3 separate regions of the Mus musculus genome follow, and regions 2 and 3 are each linked to region 1. The links are chromatin contacts, called in public Hi-C maps. All regions are on one chromosome and are shown on one strand. Each heading gives the region's core, a stretch centred on a gene start, on an enhancer-like site or on the middle of the called end of the contact. The rest is flanking DNA. Distances are from core to core; before and after follow the strand shown.

The links. A called contact is a pair of places that touch in the nucleus more often than the background predicts.
Region 2: a Hi-C map of B cells shows a contact between it and region 1, with 5 read pairs. The contact joins the promoter of Dusp6 here to the promoter of Tmpo in region 1.
Region 3: a contact with region 1 is called in a Hi-C map of CD4 T cells, with 3 times the contacts expected there. The contact joins the promoter of Ascl4 here to the promoter of Tmpo in region 1. A contact is called at or near these places in 2 of 39 promoter capture datasets (the C10 cell line and pre-B cells) and 2 of 484 Hi-C or Micro-C datasets (CD4 T cells and uterus).

The regions. Positions count from the first base shown.
Region 1 is chr10:91,170,180-91,173,411 of GRCm38.p6, forward strand. It overlaps Tmpo (thymopoietin), which reads right to left and starts at 1,440. Exons shown (of 4, transcript NM_011605.3): 1 at 859-1,440. The coding sequence starts at 1,134.
Region 2 is chr10:99,261,599-99,264,830 of GRCm38.p6, forward strand. Dusp6 (dual specificity phosphatase 6) reads left to right here and starts at 1,633. Exons shown (of 3, transcript NM_026268.3): 1 at 1,633-2,493; 2 at 2,946-3,232. The coding sequence starts at 2,094.
Region 3 is chr10:85,925,780-85,929,011 of GRCm38.p6, forward strand. It overlaps Ascl4 (achaete-scute family bHLH transcription factor 4), which reads left to right and starts at 1,623. Exons shown (of 1, transcript NM_001163614.2): 1 at 1,623-3,232. The coding sequence starts at 2,712. The coding sequence ends at 3,146.

The sequences.
Region 1 (3,232 bases), core at 190-2,689:
ACTTGAATTCTGTTAACTAAATATAAACCTACAAAATACTATTTAAAACGTACCCCCAAAAAGCCAGCAACCAAAAAAAAAAAAAAAAAGGCAAAATGATACACACCGGCAGGAACGCATCTTACATCTCACTGGCCTGAGGCATTCAAATTCAAATACTGATACATCAGTATGTCATAAACTTTTCTTTTTGCTTCCGGATCTTTACTTCCTCCAGCAAAAATCTTACAACGATAAAACAAAACGCTCACTAGCTGGGATTCTCCAGGATGTCTACGGGAACAAACTTTTCCAAATGCAACGTACTTAAAACGTCCCGTTTACAGTACAGCAAACCCACTTAAGGCGGGGCCTGATGACTGGAAGAATATGACACGCGAGGAAACAAAACGGTTCAAAAAGCCCTCCATCTGTTTAAAAAAAAAAAAAAGTCAACAACATAAAAAGGCGGGAATGCCTTTATTTAAAAAAAAAAAAAAAAAAGGCCAGAAATGACTATGTCGCAAACTGCCCTCCAGGGAGCGCTCTGACACTGTTGCGAGTCACTTCGGCGCTAAAGCGGGAAAACGCTACAACTTCACCTCGCGCGCCGGGGGCCAAGCCTGTCGGGCTTTAGAAAACGGCTCGGAAGGCCGCGTCTACACCCACTCCGGACCGTGCACCCGGCCCGAGCAGCCAAGCAGCACAGCCGGGGCGGCTCGCACCGAGGACTCCCCTCTCCGCGCCTTCCCCGGCGGCCTCGCGATCGGGGCGCCGCCGCGGGCACGGGGAACCCCGCGAGGGGGCCAGCCCCGCCGCCGAGCACGCGCCGCGGCCGCCAAACGCCCGTCTCCGCGGCCCCGGGGGGGTTCGCCTTACCCTGCCGACGGCGCCGCGGCCGCGACCCACGGAGGCCCCGGAGCCGAGCACCGGCGTGGGCTCGCGCTCCTCGTCGCTCGAGAAGTCGGGCGGCCCTTTGCTGTTGGCTCCCGCGGCGAGCGGCGGCCGGTTGCGCGCCGTGAGGTGCTGCAGGTAGAGCTGCACGTACACGTCCTTGCGCTGCTCGCCGGCCGGGAGCGTCACGTTGTTGGCGACCAACTCGCTCTTCAACTTGTCTTTGGTCAGGACCGAAGGGTCCTCTAGGAACTCCGGCATCTCGTCCCCCTCCTTCTCTCCTCCCCGGCCCCTCACAGTCGCCGCCGCCGCTGCTCACGCCGGCGCGCTCGCTCGCTGGTCCCGGGGGCTGCGCCCGCCGCCTCGGGAGATCCCTGCCCCGGAGCGGCGCCGCGGGCACGGCACAGAACTCGGGACACAAAACCCAGGTCCGGCCCCCGCCACAAAAAGCCCCTGGCGCACGACTGGGGAGCAAGTGCAGCCGAACCCGGAGCCCGCAGCGAGCCGAGCCCATACACAAGCTAGTGCGTGGGGTGGGGTGGGGGGAGCCTGGCTCGCGCACGCCCCAAGAACGCGCGCCGCCATTGGCGGGCGCCCGGAGGAAGCGCGCCACCCATTGGCTGGGCGGCTCGCGCGGGTTCCAGCCGCCGCGGCGCAGGGCGAGAGGTGCAGAAACGCAGTTTAAAAGGCGCTCGGGCGGGAGCTCGGGCGCGGGGCCCGCTGTTTCCTCGGCTCTCCGCCCTTCCCCTCGGACGCTGATAAGGGATGGGCGGTACTGGGTTTGCACGCTGTTTCCCTCTCTCCTGGCCCCCTGCACCGGAGAAGCCTCGTCCCGGCCTCGATCGCCTTCGGACGGGCGGAGTTCTGCGCCAGCTCTCTTGAGGACCCTTTGCCCGGGCCTGGCTCCTTCCCGGGACACCGAGCCCCCCTGAAGAATGGCGGCCGACTGGCCTTGCCCCCTCCGAGTGCTGGCCCTGGAGGGGAAGCGTGAAAACCAGACAGGCTGTGGTGCGGGATGCGCAGGAAGTCAAATCCCCTCGGTTCGCAAACGCTTCTTTTGTCTGGAATCTAGGGAAAGCCAGACTTCCACAGCTGAAGGTTTCCATACAGCTTTAGTTTGTTACAAAATTGCATTTTTAAGTCTCCCTTTGCCTTCTTTTACCAAACCCTTTGGTTTCCATAGTTCTTGGGGCTTAAAACAAATGCCTTCTTTGTATTTTTAAGCCGTCTAGGTTAAGACCCCCACCCCAAGCACCAAGGATTTCCCCTAACTTCATCAAACCTAATGTTTGGTAATGGAACAAGATGAAACGCAACATTTAGAAAGTCTCTAGTATTCAACTTTATGTGCCTGTAGTGGTGCATACTAATTTTTTAATTTTAGAGGGAGCCAGGAACCCTGTAAAACTCATGCTGCTGATTCAAGTTAGCGTCTCAAATGTGCCACAGTTCTGTTTTCTGGAACACAATACTGACCAGAAATGTTTCCTATTAACAAATTACATATATGGGCGAACATGATCAGAGTTAAATTTATGTAAAAAGTCCGCAATAAGATGTGTAGTTAATAAACGCTAATGAGCCGGGCGTTGGTGGCGCACGTCTTTAATCCCACCACTTGGGAGGCAGAGGCAGGTGGATTTCTGAGTTCGAGGCTAGCCTGGTCTACAGAGTGAGTTCCAGGACAGCCAGGGCTACACAGAGAAACCCTGTCTCGAAAACAAAAAAAAAAAAAAAACAAAAACAAAAATAAAAAGCGAATGAAAGCATGTATAGTGTTTCAATGTATCTAGGGTTTTGAACAATGTGAATGTCTACACAGGAAATGGTTCAGGACACTGCTCGTGAGAGGAAGCAGCTGACCTCAGATTCAGAGTCTCTTAATCATTCCCTCAGTGTCTTAAGCTCTAGATTATGTTCTATAAAAAAGCCTTAAATTTAAGCATGAACAAAATTAAAAATATGAACAAAAATATTTAAACTGTGCTTACCTATGTCTACATGGTTAAATTGGAAGACGTTGAAAAGCAAAACCCTCAGTAAAAATGGACCTATAAATCTGAAGATAGGTTTTCTTTTGTGTTTTCAAGACAGGGTCTCTCTATGTCGTCCTGACTCTCCTAGAGTTCACTATGTAGACCAGATTGGCCTCGAACACAGCTCTGTCTACCTCCTCCTGAGTGCAGAGATCCAAAATGTGTGCCACCACTGCCTGGCAGAACATTATTTTCATGATAGATTATTTTCCTAAAGGGAATTTATTGTGTTAATTCCCCCTTTTAAAAACTCAACATTAGCCGGGCTTGGTGGCGCAAGCCTTTAATCCCAGCACTCGGGAGGCAGAGGCAGGTGGATTTCT
Region 2 (3,232 bases), core at 383-2,882, 8.1 Mb after region 1:
CGCTTCCGCCTCCCGGTCGCGGCCGGACAAAGCCCAGCTCCTTTCCCTGGGACCCGAGGGGCTGACCGGATCGGGACGCGCGCCTTCCGCAGGGCCCGCCGTCGCCGCACACAGGTGGTTTTCCGTCCGGGAGGGGCGGCCTCTGCACTTTTATATAACAATAGAACCGAGCGCGCCGGGGATGCGCTCTTGTCGCCGTCGCGGCCCCCGCCGGCCACGCCTCCATCCGGCTCCGGTGCCGCCTCCGTCCTGAGTTGCCTGCGGGTGGTGCCCATGAGACTTCCCAACCCTAACTCTGGAACCATGGGGTCCAGACAGGGACACCTCTGGCTCCTTTTCCGCTCCAGGTCTCTCACTAGGCGACGGTTCCGCGACGGCCTTACAAGCGATCACGGGGTCGTCGCGTGTCCTGCCCCCCCCCCCCCATCCCCCAGAGCAGCAATGCTGCGGCCAAAGCGCAGCGCGCAAGCGCGTTTGGAGCTGCTAGCGTGCTCCTTGCGGGGCCCGGGGACCGCTGCAGCCTAGAAAGGATAGGGGACCGGCCTCTGTCCACAACCGCCACTGTTTACGCTTGAGTTCCCGCAGGCTTGCAGGTCTCCGGGGTGCAGGAAACGTTGGTGAGGCCTGTCGTCCCAGGCACCTAACCTAGGCTGCCTTGCCAGACCGGTTCCTCTTAGAAACCAAACTCTGCTCTTGGCTCCAGATCGTTAAAGGAGCTCGACTCCCCAGGCTCGATGGGTGACCGGTGATGGTGGTGGGGAGCAAGATCTCCGGAACAATGGCTCAGAATGCCCCCACTTCACCGGAGCAGAAGAAAAGTGCAGGGATAGCTGACAAGGTTTTGGGTGCTTACACCACCCGCCCCCCCCCCTCCGCTGCCGCCAAGAAAGTTGAGAAAGCCCGGGGTTGGGGCGCTTCTGGTTTTCTGGACAACCAAACGCTTGTTTGCTTAGTTGCTTTAAAATGTTTCAACAAAACACTAGTTTGTTTCTAGAGATGTTGGATTAGCATTTAACACTTCGTTGGGTCGCTAAAGCCCAGGCAGTCCACCAGTCCCAACACAGCCTCGCCTAAAAGGACATTAGAACAAACAGAACTAGACTTTTAAAAGAGCCAAACAAATGCCACACACGATCTAAAGGAGGACCGGGTTGGGGGTGGGGGAGCAGGGGCGGCGCTATGGCGGGCTTGGATCTAGCGTTAAAGAGAATTAAAAAGGGGGAAAACCCCTCAAGTTTTATTAAGGCTAACTTAAGATTGTAAGCGTCGCGAATAAGGGCTTTTGTGCTTGCTAATTGCACTACTGGTGCGCAAGAGTTAGACGCGAAGTGTGAACTCTAAACAGAAGGAAACACGAGACAACTTTAGTGCCCTGGTTTATGTGCCCTGCTCCTCCTCCACCGCCGCCTCCTCTTCTTTCTCCTTCCTCCCGCCGAGCCCGCAGTTGCAGCTTGTTTGCACTGGGGCTTATCCGGAGCGGAAATTCCTTTCCGTTTTTGTGAATGACAAACTCATTAACAATTCATCAACACAACCTGTTCCAGCCGGCCCGTCCCCACGGCAACAGCCCCTTCCGCAGCGCGCTCATTGGCTGACCGAGAGAATGTATCCATTGAGACGCTGGCTGTTTGTATCCATTGAGGAGCTGCCTCGCACAGGGGGTGTGCTCTCGCGGAGTCCTAGGGACTGTGAGCAAACCCAGTCTTGAATAATCCGGCGAGAAACACCGGGTTGGATCCGAGGTGCAGCCTCAGAGGGAAGGATTAAGAGCCGCTAGACTTTTTTTCTTTTCCCTTTTTCTCCTCTCAGTGGCACGGAGTCCGAATTAATTGGATTTCATTCACTGGGTAGGAACAAAACTGGGCACCTTCATTCAGAGAGAGAGATTCATTGACTCGGAGAGTGATCTGGTGCAGAGGGACCACCGACTTGACTTCTGTGTCGCTTTCCCTAACCGCTAGCCTCGGCTTGGGAAAGGCGAGGCGGAATCAAACCCCGCTCCGAGAGCGGGAGCTTCGCGCAGCGTGCTCGGCCTATGCCTGCCTCGAGGGGCGTCTGCTAGGCACCCCGCCTTCTCCTGCAGCTCGACCCCCATGATAGATACGCTCAGACCCGTGCCCTTCGCGTCGGAAATGGCGATCTGCAAGACGGTGTCGTGGCTCAACGAGCAGCTGGAGCTGGGCAACGAACGGCTTCTGCTGATGGACTGCCGACCACAGGAGCTGTACGAGTCGTCACACATCGAATCTGCCATTAATGTGGCCATCCCCGGCATCATGCTGCGGCGTCTGCAGAAGGGCAACCTGCCCGTGCGTGCGCTCTTCACGCGCTGCGAGGACCGGGACCGCTTTACCAGGCGCTGCGGCACCGACACCGTGGTGCTGTACGACGAGAATAGCAGCGACTGGAATGAGAACACTGGTGGAGAGTCGGTCCTCGGGCTGCTGCTCAAGAAACTCAAAGACGAGGGCTGCCGGGCGTTCTACCTGGAAGGTATGTTGTGCGCCCCGGGTGCAGGGCTCCGGGCTGGGACTGCAGGCTGGGGAAAATGTTAGCGAGGTAGCGATCGCCGCTTGCATTGCGCTTAGGGGAGCTAGCTGGGCCACCGTGGTAGCTTCTCCTTCAAGGGTTAATCAGGCACCTTTCTTTGGGTAGGTGTAGGATTAAGGTTCACAAGAGCTGGAAACGTAGTTCAGGGTGCAGCTTGGCACCTCGCAGCTCCTCGAAATATTAAGAAAAGTAATCTTGTGCATTTCCAGATTCAGGAGAATAAGTGTTCCCAGGGTAAGCAGCGGGTAGTGTTCCTAAAGGTGCGCATTGAAGCGTGCTTCTACCACTGCCGGGGGTTCCTAGGGTGCCTGTCCATAGTGTTCTTTGTGCTTCTCACTAGCTGTAAATTACTACAGCTTCTCCGGTTACAAGATTGCTTTTCTTGTTTCTGGCAGGTGGCTTCAGTAAGTTCCAGGCCGAGTTCGCCCTGCACTGCGAGACCAATCTAGACGGCTCGTGCAGCAGCAGTTCCCCGCCTTTGCCAGTGCTGGGGCTCGGGGGCCTGCGGATCAGCTCGGACTCTTCCTCGGACATTGAGTCTGACCTTGACCGAGACCCCAATAGTGCAACGGACTCTGATGGCAGCCCGCTGTCCAACAGCCAGCCTTCCTTCCCGGTGGAGATTTTGCCCTTCCTTTACCTGGGCTGTGCCAAGGACTCGACCAACTTGGACGTGTTGGAA
Region 3 (3,232 bases), core at 373-2,872, 5.2 Mb before region 1:
GTACGAGCAGAACAAGGGCAAACAGCAATAGACACACTACTGTGTCTATAGGGGAAAGCAACAGCAATAGACACACTACTGTGTCTATAGGGGAAAGCAACAGCAATAGACACACTACTGTGTCTATAGGGGAAAGCAACAGCAATAGACACACTACTGTGGACAGGGAAAGCCCCTGAAGCCCCAGCCCTCCCCAGGGAACTACAGGCTACTAAGGATGAGACATAATCTTCCCCCAGAGAAAAGCACACCAACTGGTTATCCAACACCTCATGGTCAGCCCGGAATGCACATCTACAGGTAGCATTATGCAGGCCTTGAACTTGCAGCCATCCTGCCAAGGCTCCCAACAGAGCTGGGATTGTATAGGTAAGCAGCCCAACAGAGCTGGGATTGTATAGGTAAGCAGCCCAACAGAGCTGGGATTGTATAGGTAAGCAGCCCCAGGCACACCCCTGGTCTCCTTTTTAACTCACTACAAATGCTGTGCTTGGTGTGTGTCTGTAGTTACGTATAAACCTGTAGTGATGCATTTCTTTCTGTGGATCAAAGGCGGTGGCATAATAAATATGCTGTGAATTATAATCATTCCTTCCCCAAACACTTGAGTGATTTATGCTTCCACCCTCCTACAAGTCCTCAACACGGGCAGTTGTTAGTCAGCCTTTATCTGCTTTTATTTTATTTTATTTTATTTTATTTTATTTTATTTTAATATAAAAAACAATCCTGACTGGCTTAGAACTTGTTATGTTAACCAGGCTGGCCTGCCTCTGTCTCTCCAGGGCTAGAATAAAAGGGTGTGCACCCCCACACCTGACTTGCAAGCTTTTTCTTTTTTTTTTTTCCTCTTCCCCCAACCCCCACTTGCAGGCTTTTTTATTTGTTGTCAATCTGGGAAATAAAAACAGATCTATGTCATGTTCGTTTTCAATTATCTCATTTTCTCTTGTCACTCTTAGCAAGGAAGTTCAAAATCTTTGACCTGGCCCTATGAAGGAACTCATGGTCTGGGAGTCTACCCTGGCGAATAGGAATGCTTTCTCAACTAGTGCAAAAGTGATGACGTAAGAACTCATGGTGCCACAGGGAGTTGTTTGCCAGTATAAGCCCATAGGGAGCTACATCTAACATGGGACAACTGATACCGAAAAGGAATAATTATTTCTATTTCATTTGCCTCGATGCAAATTTCCAATTGCTTCAGGCTGATCAGTTAGACTGTAAACTTTAGTAAATATAGAAGCAGAGGGCTCCTTTAAAAAAAAGAAAAAAGAAAAAAAAAACCCAACATGTTAGGGCAACACCCTAGCTTCCAGAAAAGAGTCAAGTCTGGTTGTAAATTCAGGGGGTTTTGCCTCTCGTTTTTAAGTTGGACTTTTCAAGTAGAAGATGCCTTTAATGTGTTGGTTTGCAGGAAATCTGATTTTTCCATGCGATAACACTCTTTGACATTAACCAGTATAGTTGGATTTTTAATGACACTTTCATCTTCAAAGCCCTTTACCAGCACAGATGGATTAATTATTCATTTGTGTGTGTGGTGGTGGTGCGGGGGGGGGGGGGGGGGAGGGGGGGGCGGGGCCCTGAGTGTTAAAAAGACAAGCCTTCAAAGCCAAATCCTTTCTCCTTGGGATTGGGGCTCTCTTCTTTTCAAATGTTGTTTTCCAGTCCTCTGGGGAGGAAATAAACTTAATGATGAGTACAATAGGAAAATACTTCGTGCTATGGGAAGATATTGTTATATCCTGAGTGGGATTAGAAGAGGTTGGGAGGCAGGACTAAAGGTGTGTTTACAGTAAGCACTCCGAGAAATAACTGGCTAAAAGTGTTTGTTACTGTTCGGGCTTTTGATGTGTTTTTACAGAGCAGCAGAAGCACAAAGGGCCCCGCGTTAAACATACCTTAGAACACAATGTGCGGATCCTTACATTCGATGCTAAAGTACATATATTTTGTTCTTGATTCCTTTGAAAAGTGTCTAATTTGGTTTTTAAAGATTCTATTTCGCAGAAGAAAACCTCGGGCTTCCCCGGAGGTCCAAGGAGGACTTGACACATCGTCTAACCACAAGAGAGCAGTCTTCCCTTTGATGAGCGCTTCTTCTCCACCTCCCCAGAAATGAAAGAGCAGAGAGGTATGTTTGCAAACACTCTGAAAGCTCTTTCCATCAGACCTGAACGCCGGAAACCACAAAGGGCAGTCAAGTTTGGATTTTCAAGGAGAACGCCGGAGTAAACTTTCGCTCTGTTGGCCAGCCGATCAGCCAGTGCCTGGGGAGGCTCTCTGCTCAATTCCTGAACAAGTTCGGGCTCCCGGATAGCCACACTTGCTGACCCAAGGAGTGAATTACAACAATTGGGCAGCTTTGAAAGATCAATCTGCTTAGAGTGCGACCGTCTATCCAGGCTGGGAACCCTATGTTAACTCTTAAACTAAGATCAGAGGAAGCACATGGATACAAGCGTTGATGAGGCGAGCCCTCTATCTTTGCCCCTTCTTCTCTGAAGCTTTATAAAGACCCAAGAAGAGCAACCTGCTTCGGAAATCATGCAAAGTTCACTCCAAGTGTGCTCAGGTACCTAACTTCTGGACCTAGAAACTTCTCCAGAGACAGACCGGGAAGTCTGGATGGACCAGAATCTCCGCTACGACAGCTTCCAGTCTCGTCTTCAAGGTGAGAGAGTCATCTGCGTGCTTTTTCGCAGAGAATGGAAAAACGCAGATCGGCCGGACTGCTTGCCCTGCCGTCCGCGCTACGTACAGCGCCGCTGGGCGCGCTGCCCGGGAGGGAGCCCTGCAGGGTCTCGGTGCGCCAGGATGCCGCGGACTGCGCGCGGAGACGGCCGTACTCGTCCCTGCCGCTTGGGGGCGTCGCCGAGCCCGCCTTTTTGCGCCAACGCAACGAGCGCGAGCGGCAGCGCGTGCGCTGTGTGAACGAGGGCTACGCGCGCCTCCGCCAGCACCTGCCGCGCGAGCTGGCGGGCCAGCGGCTCAGCAAGGTGGAGACGCTGCGCGCCGCCATCAGCTACATCAAGCAACTGCAGGAGCTGCTGGAGCGCCACCGGCCGGACTGCAACAGCGATGGCGAGTCCAAAGCATCCTCCGGAGCCTCGCCCTGCAGCGAGTCTGAGGAGCGTAGCTAGCAGCATCCTAGCCCACTGGGCTTTCATGGTTGCTTCTCCGGGCCTAGATCTTTAAAACAAAACCAAAAACCAGAAAACAACTAAGT